Regions from separate parts of the Ovis aries genome. Here regions 1 and 2 are each linked to region 3. The links are chromatin contacts, called in public Hi-C maps. All regions are on one chromosome and are shown on one strand. Each heading gives the region's core, a stretch centred on a gene start, on an enhancer-like site or on the middle of the called end of the contact. The rest is flanking DNA. Distances are from core to core; before and after follow the strand shown. Region 1 holds the start of PEBP1 (phosphatidylethanolamine binding protein 1). Region 2 overlaps TAOK3 (TAO kinase 3). Region 3 holds the start of SUDS3 (SDS3 homolog, SIN3A corepressor complex component).

The links. A called contact is a pair of places that touch in the nucleus more often than the background predicts.
Region 1: a Hi-C map of hypothalamus shows a contact between it and region 3, with 2.4 times the contacts expected there. The contact joins the promoter of PEBP1 here to the promoter of SUDS3 in region 3. A contact is called at or near these places in 2 of 16 Hi-C or Micro-C datasets (hypothalamus and skin fibroblasts).
Region 2: a Hi-C map of tail adipose tissue shows a contact between it and region 3, with 4 times the contacts expected there. The contact joins the enhancer-like site here to the promoter of SUDS3 in region 3. A contact is called at or near these places in 5 of 16 Hi-C or Micro-C datasets (hypothalamus, muscle, skin fibroblasts and 1 more).

What each region holds. Positions count from the first base shown.
Region 1 is chr17:57,100,824-57,103,581 of ARS-UI_Ramb_v3.0, reverse strand. It overlaps PEBP1 (phosphatidylethanolamine binding protein 1), which reads left to right and starts at 1,380. Exons shown (of 4, transcript XM_004017378.6): 1 at 1,380-1,600; 2 at 2,729-2,758. The coding sequence starts at 1,466.
Region 2 is chr17:57,069,636-57,072,335 of ARS-UI_Ramb_v3.0, reverse strand. All of the region lies in intron 16 of TAOK3 (TAO kinase 3), which reads right to left. Among named protein-coding and RNA genes, the nearest start is that of PEBP1, 31 kb to the left of the region's middle. Within about 2 kb of position 1,330, at least 5 of the 54 cell types and tissues checked have an H3K27ac peak or open chromatin away from gene starts, as enhancers often do. A contact at or near this core is called in tail adipose tissue, where this site is marked.
Region 3 is chr17:56,897,339-56,900,038 of ARS-UI_Ramb_v3.0, reverse strand. SUDS3 (SDS3 homolog, SIN3A corepressor complex component) reads left to right here and starts at 1,317. Exons shown (of 12, transcript XM_015101645.3): 1 at 1,317-1,595. The coding sequence starts at 1,454.

The DNA of each region.
Region 1 (2,758 bases), core at 131-2,630, 200 kb before region 3:
AGCCTGGTGGGCTGCCGTCTACGCGGTTGCACAGAGTCGGACACGACTGAAGTGACGTAGCAGTAGTAAATAGTGCCGATCATATTTAGCAAAAATAAAGCATCTGGTGGCCACAACGAAAGCAGTTTTGAGGCAGTCACTTGTCAACAAAGGAGAAATAGTAACTATGGTTTGTTGACTAAAACAAAAATGCACAGCATAGTTCTGAGGAACTGCTTGGAAGAGGAAGGGGGAGAAGCCAGTACATATGTAATTTTGGCTAAGGGGTATGTGTGATCAAGCTTAAGTCTTAGTATAAGGTTGCTTCTAGGAGCAAATAGTTCATGATTTTAACGCGTTTTAAAAAAAGTATGGAAAGATGCAAGAATCTGGATTAATTAAAAAAATTCTCTTAGAATGTATCTAATTATCTAATAGTTTTGCCTTTTCTTCCCCAAAAAACAAAGTGCCTCGTTCTGTCCTGAATACCTTTCAGGGTACCCTATATTGTAGGCCGGGGACTGCAGTGGCTGACTTCTTTTAAAACTGGATGGTAGCAACTATACTCCAATAAAAATTAATTAAAAAAAACCACACTAGATGGTGAGCAACATTCCTTGTTTCACAAGTTAAAAAATCATTTCTCAAAAAAAAAAAAAATTCCCCTAAATCTTGGCAAGACCAAGTGAGGTTAGGAGAATCAAACGCTATGTGCAAATATGCTTGCCAGTTGAGAAAAGCGCAGACAGAAACAAAGTGAAGTCACTCAGTCGTGTCCAATTAGGCTCCTCAGTCCATGGAATTTTCCAGGCAAGAGTACTGGAGTGGGTTGCCATTTCCCTCTCCAGGGTATCTTCCCGACCCAGGGATCAAACTCGGGTCTCCCGCATTGCAGGCAGACGCAAGAGGGGATAGGAGAATCAAACGGTATGTGCAAATATTCACGCCGGTTGAGAACAGCGCCGACGAGCTTCCCCCAAGACCTTCTCCAGGCCGTTACCGAAGCCAGTGAGCATGCGCAAAAGTACAAAGAGGCGGGGCAATGTGGGTTGCTTTAACAAGTGCGAGAGAAAAGCAAGGCCTTACCATTTCTGCATTTATAAGGTTGAACAAAGAAAAAGGCAAAAAGCTTAAAAAAAATCGAAAGCAGCTCAATTGCAATTCTTGAAACAACAGTCTTGCAAGCTCAGTCATAACTCTTGGGAACTCCTCCAGCAGCGAGTAGCTAGATCTCCCTCTGCAAAAAGAAAGGCCGAGCCTGGTGCATTGACCCGGGAGCGCCGGACGGCCCGCGCTACAGAGCTCGGCCAATCAGAGAGCAGAGTGGGCCTCCCCGCCGGTGACTGGAGGAGCGGGGATGAGGCGGGGCGGTGGCTCAGGCGCATGCACTCCTCGGCCGTGTGACTTGAGCTACCTCGGTACAGTGTGCAGACTGCTGTGAGTCCGCAAGCCGCTTTCTCTGCTGTCTGACCTGCTCGGCTCCGCGATGCCGGTGGACCTCAGCAAGTGGTCCGGGCCTCTGAGCCTGCAGGAAGTGGATGAGCGGCCGCAGCACCCGCTGCAGGTCAAATACGGCGGGGCGGAGGTCGACGAACTGGGCAAAGTGCTGACACCCACCCAGGTACCGAGGGCGGAAGGGGTGCAGCTGCTGGCGGCTCGGAGGCTTTCAGGTCGGCGACCCAGTAGAAGTGGGGAGGACGTTCCGGGCTCTAGTGCGCCGGATCCACCTAGGGAAGGGAGTCGCGGTGCCCAAGCCGCAGGCCTGCCCATCGCTCCCTCCCCCTAACTAGCGCCCGGAACCTGGCACGTGGCGGGCGGGGCTTGCCCTGTGGAAATTGATACACTCTCCTGGGACTTCGAGGAGCAGGCAGGGAAGGAGGCCTTCCCCCGGAGGAAGTGGGCAGTGGCTGCTCACGCCCCCAGTGTCCCCTCCAGGCCGGGAATATTAGGCCGCAGTATGGGGAGTAAAAGCCCCACCCGAGGGCATTTGACGCATTACGTAACTAGTGAGCAGCAGGGCCCTGTGATTCCTCCTTTGTTTTTAACGGTCTGGAGCTGGAAGCTACCCAAAGGTAGGTGCGTTCTGCAGCTGGAAGGCTCGAGGGTAACGGCCGGGGCCGGCCGTGTTTTACCGTTTGGCTTCTGACCCCCGACCCCCTCCCCACTTGGCTAAGGCCTAACCAGGTTCTGGCTGCTGCAAGTTGGGGAACTAGGTGCTCGGACACCGTGGCCAGTAGTTGGTCCTGAAGCTTCGGGGCAGCAGTGCGAATAAACAGTGCTCAGATGGTTTATTAATTTAGATGTTTACAGAGTTTATTGTTTTGGGTGTGTAAAGTGCCCATCTGGCAGCCTCTTTTTGCCAAACTCATTGTCCACGTCTGTCCATCTTGGTTTTCTCTGCCCTTTTAAATGTACACTTAATTCAGATTTCACTTTAGCAGGCCCCAGATAATGTGGTCTCCAGTCTAGAGATTGTGTCATTGCAAATAATGTAAGGTTGTAGTCAGCAACCCTTGAAATCCTGACCTACCTCTTTCTGTTAGTAACATGCTAGGATACTAGCCCCATAGTGTTGTTGGGACTAAAATAAATAACGTATATTAAACATCAGTTCTGGGTTCTTACAGTACAGTTGAGCTTTTATTAATAATTTCTGTGCTTGACCTTTGAGGAATCCAAGGTCAAAGAAAGAGTGCTGGTTTCTTCAGCATTTCTGACTTTTAAGCTCTAAATCTGTTCCTTTCTACAGGTTAAGAACCGGCCCACTAGCATTACATGG
Region 2 (2,700 bases), core at 81-2,580, 170 kb before region 3:
TTAATCTGTACAAATGATTAAATATATATAGTAGGGCCACATTCTAGCTTATATAAATTCAATAAGGTTAGTTGAGCAAAAATACAAAAACAAATTTCATGGTAGAGGTGATTCTGTGCACTCCATGTATATACGCCTTGCAGGGAGTATAAGATGAGAGGCAGGCAGCTCCCTTTATCCCAGCCCACATCACATACACTGAGCATCACACCAGGCTGGATGTGAGCTTAGGGGTGAAACATATATACAGCATATGGCCATGACAGTACACCATGGCCACAAAACACATTTCTGTACACATTATTTGAACCTACCTTCTCTGAGATGTGGATTTAGGGTGTACCCCCCAAACAAACCTTCCCTAATCACAATCCAAGCATTCTATTTAAGTTTCAATGGACATACTATTGACTTCTTTAAAAGCATCTGATCTAACTCAAAAATTTTTATGTTAATGCCCACTGACACTGAGTAAGAATGAGAATTCAAAATATAAGTGGGGATGTTGTTAGCCTATGACATTTAATATTTTCTTAGCTTCAGTTCTTACCTGTATAACTGGTTAGGAAACAATGAGCACTGACGTGTAGTGACAATAAAAGAGGCTCAACTCAGCCTATGGTGATCTTTTTAAATGTTTTCATTAGTAAAAAGGAATGCTGGGGACTTCCCTGAAGTTCCAGTGGTTAAGACTCCACACTTTCACTGCAGGGCGCATGGGTTTGATCTCTAATTGGGGAACTAAGATCTTGCATGCTGTGTGGCCAGGCTAAAAAAAATTTAGTCTACCAAAAAGAAAAAAAGTGTTGGGTAGGGGAGGATTGCTAATTTTCAGTTTTGGTAAAGGTAGAGAAAAACAAGTAGTTTTTCTTGGTGGGAGTTATAAATCCTTAGAGGGCAATTTGACAATATCTATTAAAAATGCAGGTACATACACTCTGACCTAAAAATTCTCCTTCTGAGAATATTATATCCTACAAAATACTTGCTTACACGTAAAAAGTGATATTGCACAACTCCAGCAAAATACCCAGAAATGTGCCCAATTAAATAAATTGTTCTATAGCCATACCAAAAAAATAAATACTACTGATGATTAAAAAGAATGAAGCAGAGTTATATGTTTTAGATAGTAAATGAAAAATAATACAAAAGTAGAAGAGTTATGAAACGGTAAACTGGATATTTTTGTAGGTTCAGTATCCATTTTCCCTTCTTTTTGTTAACAGGCTCCTCTTTTTGTTTCAGAAACTACTCCACCCTATGTGGAAATCAGAGAGACTACTGAGTAAGTGAATGAGCACATTACCCAATCAAGTGCTATCTCTCCTAGGAATTTGAGTCTTAATGATACAAAGATGAAACATGGTTGGAGGAGGTACATCCAAATGGCAGTGTCTTGAGGAATGTCAATTAGCTCCTGTCCTCTAGGTCACAAAGTTGCTTTCCCAGCTTGATTCTTCATCTTTTCCAGCTTGGGTCTTCAGCTCCGTCATCTACCCCATATCCTTCCAATAAATTCCTTTCCATGCTAAGTCAGTCAGTTTGTTTCTATTGCTTGCAAATCAAATAAACCCACTGGTACTAACATAATCTTATTTTTGTAAGATTAAAGTTATATATAAATATAAATTGTATATACATATACACACACATGCATATCTGAAAAAACTCTGGTAATATATCTGCCAAATTAATGGTGACTATCTCAGGGTAGAAAATGGGTGGGATGGGATTATCAAGCACTTTCACAACTCAGTGTTTTTCTGCATTTGTCATTTTTCAATGTTCTTTTATAAATAGAAGACAAAAAACCGAACATTTTCACTAAGGTGGCTCCAGAATAAGGCTAAACAAAGGAAAACCTAGACTTTTCAGAAATAAACCCTTGTAGAGTTATTCTTCACCCAGTTGGTTAGAATCTGATACTAATGAATATAGTTTCTATCATTTGGAGGAATAATTGTCTTCTATAGTTTTTATTGGCACTAACTGCCCCTTAATCTCAGACTTCTTCCAAATACGTGACACTAGAACAAAAATAATAACTGCCAGATGGAAAGAATCCCAAATACGTTGTTTCTAACTGGCTATTGGACTTTTTGATTTGAATTTTTTAGCCTTCTAACAAACTCAACACATGTAATATTGAATTAACCAGTTTCTTACCAATACCTCTCTCTAAGCTTCCCTGTTTCTGCCCAAATCTACATTTCCCCAGCTCTTAAATCCTAGAAATAACTTTGCCTGTACCCTCGTCTCTTTCTCATATCCTTTTGTATCCCAAGTCCAGCTTATTTTATACTTCAAAATGTTTCAAACCCATCTCTCTTTTGCCAGCTAACACCCTATCTGTGTCTATAGCCTATTCCTACCACCGGATCTCTTTGCTTCTAGTTTCTTCCCTCTAAATTCAATGTTTCTCAACCTTTTCCCCCCATTATTTCCATCAGGGGCCTTTTTAGCCTCCACCCTTCCCTGATTATCCTCACCACTGAAATGCTAATAACAAACATGTACTGTATATTTTTTTATGTACTGTAGCCCTTCAGAGGGCCACAAGTCACTATAATATCTAAGACTCCTCCTCCACAAGAACTCCCTTTTTACTCCCCAGGGGGTAATACTGCTCCCACTGACCACGCACGCTCTAATCAATCTGTGCATCACCACCAAACTGGGCTAATCTCTGTAAAGCAG
Region 3 (2,700 bases), core at 68-2,567:
TTACTGCTTGTACATTATTATTTCTTATGGAGACTTGTTTAGTTACTCAGTTGTGTCTGACTGATTTGAGACTCCCTGGACTGTAGCCTGCCAGGCTCCTCTGACCATGTGACTTCCTAGGCAAGAATATTGGAGTGGACTGCCATATCCTTCACCAGGAAATCTTCCTGACCCAAGGGTCTAACTCGAGTCTCCTGCATTGGCAGATGGTTTCTTTACTACTGAGCCACCAAGGAAGCCCTATGATTTGGGTGCAACATGAAGAATAGTGTTACTCTGGACAAACCGTTAAACATCTCTGGGCCCTTTTACCCCTTTTCTTACTACACACACCTGGATGAGGGACATCCTCAATTTGTTCATTAAGTAAAGCTTATAATACCATGTCCCCTTCTACTCAGAGTAATCACACAAATGAATTCATACAGATATTAAACTCTTTTTTCCAAGTTACCAGCTAGCGCCTTCCTTACCTGTGTTTAATTAATTTTCTGCAGGCACATGTTCCACTTGCTCAGTTGAGAGTTGGTTAGCAAGTTACTGGATTGGGAAAAACAACCTTTTAAAAAATTTATATTCTGAGAAATATAAGGCAGCTGTACCGGAGAGGACCTAGGGGTGACAATCTAAACAAAGCAGGCTGGCCGTTACCTTTTTTTTTTAAGGAAACTGACAGCTCTTTTATCTGTAAAATCGAGATAATACCGTACTGAGCAAACCTACACAAGCGGAAAGTCCTCCCACCGACTGGGAAGATACAGTTTTGCTGGCTCCAGCATGGCATCTTCGTTTTCATTTTAGTTCTTCAAAAGCTCTAAGCAGTCAGACGAGGAGCTGGGCTCCTTTTCTTCCGGATGATCACTCAAACTCTAAATGTCTAGGTTTCCCGACCTATAAACAGGATGGTTCATACCATTCACCTGTTTAAGTAAGAGGCCCACCTCCACCTACGTAGGAGAGCCCTGGGAACCCTTTGCCTCCCAAGTCCCTAAAAAAGCATCTCTGGTTTTGGCTCCAGGCGCCGCCTGGTGGCTGTTTCCGTAGGTGCCTCTGAGCGTTAGGGTCCTAGCCGCGGTCCGGCCTGCCCAAGAATTTGCCTAACTCGAGAGCCTGTCTGTGCCCCTCCCCTCTACCCGTCGAGGATTTTAAAGACGGCGATGAAGGAGATGGCGTTAAGGCGAAGAGGGCGACCGGCAGCCTCGCCACTCCCTCTAGGATGGCGGAGTCAGGCGGTCGTCAGGCAGCTCGCGACCCGGAAGTTGCCGCAGGCGCGAGGCCCCCGTTGCCGAGAGCGGGCGCGCGGGGCGGGGCTTGGCGAAGACGGGGAAGGGGTCGCCGGCGCTCCGGCTCTGGGAGTCGGCGGCTCCCTCAGGCGCTGCGACGCGGACGTAGAGCCTGGAGGGCGGGTGGCTGTGGTTCCCGGGGGGCACGCTCAGCTTCGGGCGGAGGCGACATGAGTGCTGCGGGGCTTTTGGCGCCTGCTCCGGCCCCGGCTGGAGCGCCGCCGGCCCCGGAGTACTACCCGGAGGAGGACGAAGAACTGGAGAGCGCCGAGGATGACGAGCGCAGCTGCCGGGGCCGCGAGTCGGACGAAGGTCCGTCTTCCCGCCGGCTGGGCAGCCCCGGGCCGGGGTGGGACGGCTGCGGGAAGGGGTGGGGCTGTCTGGGGGCGGGGCGGGGACAACTTCTGGGCCTTGGGGGTCGGCTGGAGGGGCCTCCCGGAGGAGCGCGGCTCCCGGAAGTTCCCCCGACCTGTGTTGGGGAAGGGGGAACCTCTGAGGACTTGGTTGCCGACAGTTAACGCGGAGAAGGGTCTTAAGGAGCTGTTATCAGAGCTTGTAGGTCCCTTTAAGGTTCTGCTCGTCTCCTCCCAGCTGTCTCTGAACTTCAGCTTTTCACCGGTCGGAGTGAAAGCCGCCATTCATTGGGTCTATTGAGCACTCCTCGCCTTTTAGTTCCTGAGAGGATCTGAGCAAAAGCCCAGTTTAGCTTCTTAGTTACCAAAGTGTCCCCACGCGCCCCCCACGCGCCCCCCACGCGCCCCCCGCCCCCCCGGAAAATGCTTAAGGCAGCCCCGCTCACAGGTTGGTTGAAAGGAGACCTGAGATCCACCAGATCGAATTAGATCTAAATTTGGCTCAATGAACCCAGCTTAATGATATCAGGCAATTTACTTAAGCTTGTGAGTCTCAGTTTCTCTAACAGCAGTGGGGCTCGCAGTAGTACCTGCTTCCTGGCGTAGGTGCCAGGATTAAATGAGCTTCAGGCCTAAAGCAGATCTTCCCTAGTGGCTCAGTTGTAAAGAATCCCCCTACCAATACAGAAGGAGACACGGGTTCGATCCCTGGGTGGGGATAATCCCCTGAAGAAGGAAATGGCAACCGCTCCATTTTGCTTGCCTGGGAAATCCCATGGACAGAGGAGCCTGGTGGACTACAGTCCATGGGGTCGCAAAAAGAGCCAGCGAGGACTTGGCAACTAAGCACACACACTGGCTTAAAGGATGTGAACTGGTCCTTGATAAAAATACTCAGTGTTTACCATTGGGGAAACACGCTCAGGGAGCAGAAGGTACGGATTTGCTTAATGATGCTCAGGTGTTGGAGAAGGCAATGGCAACCCACTCCAGTATTCTTGCCTGGAGAATCCCATGGACGCAGGAGCCTGGTAGGCTGCAGTCCGTGGGGTCGCTAAGAGTCA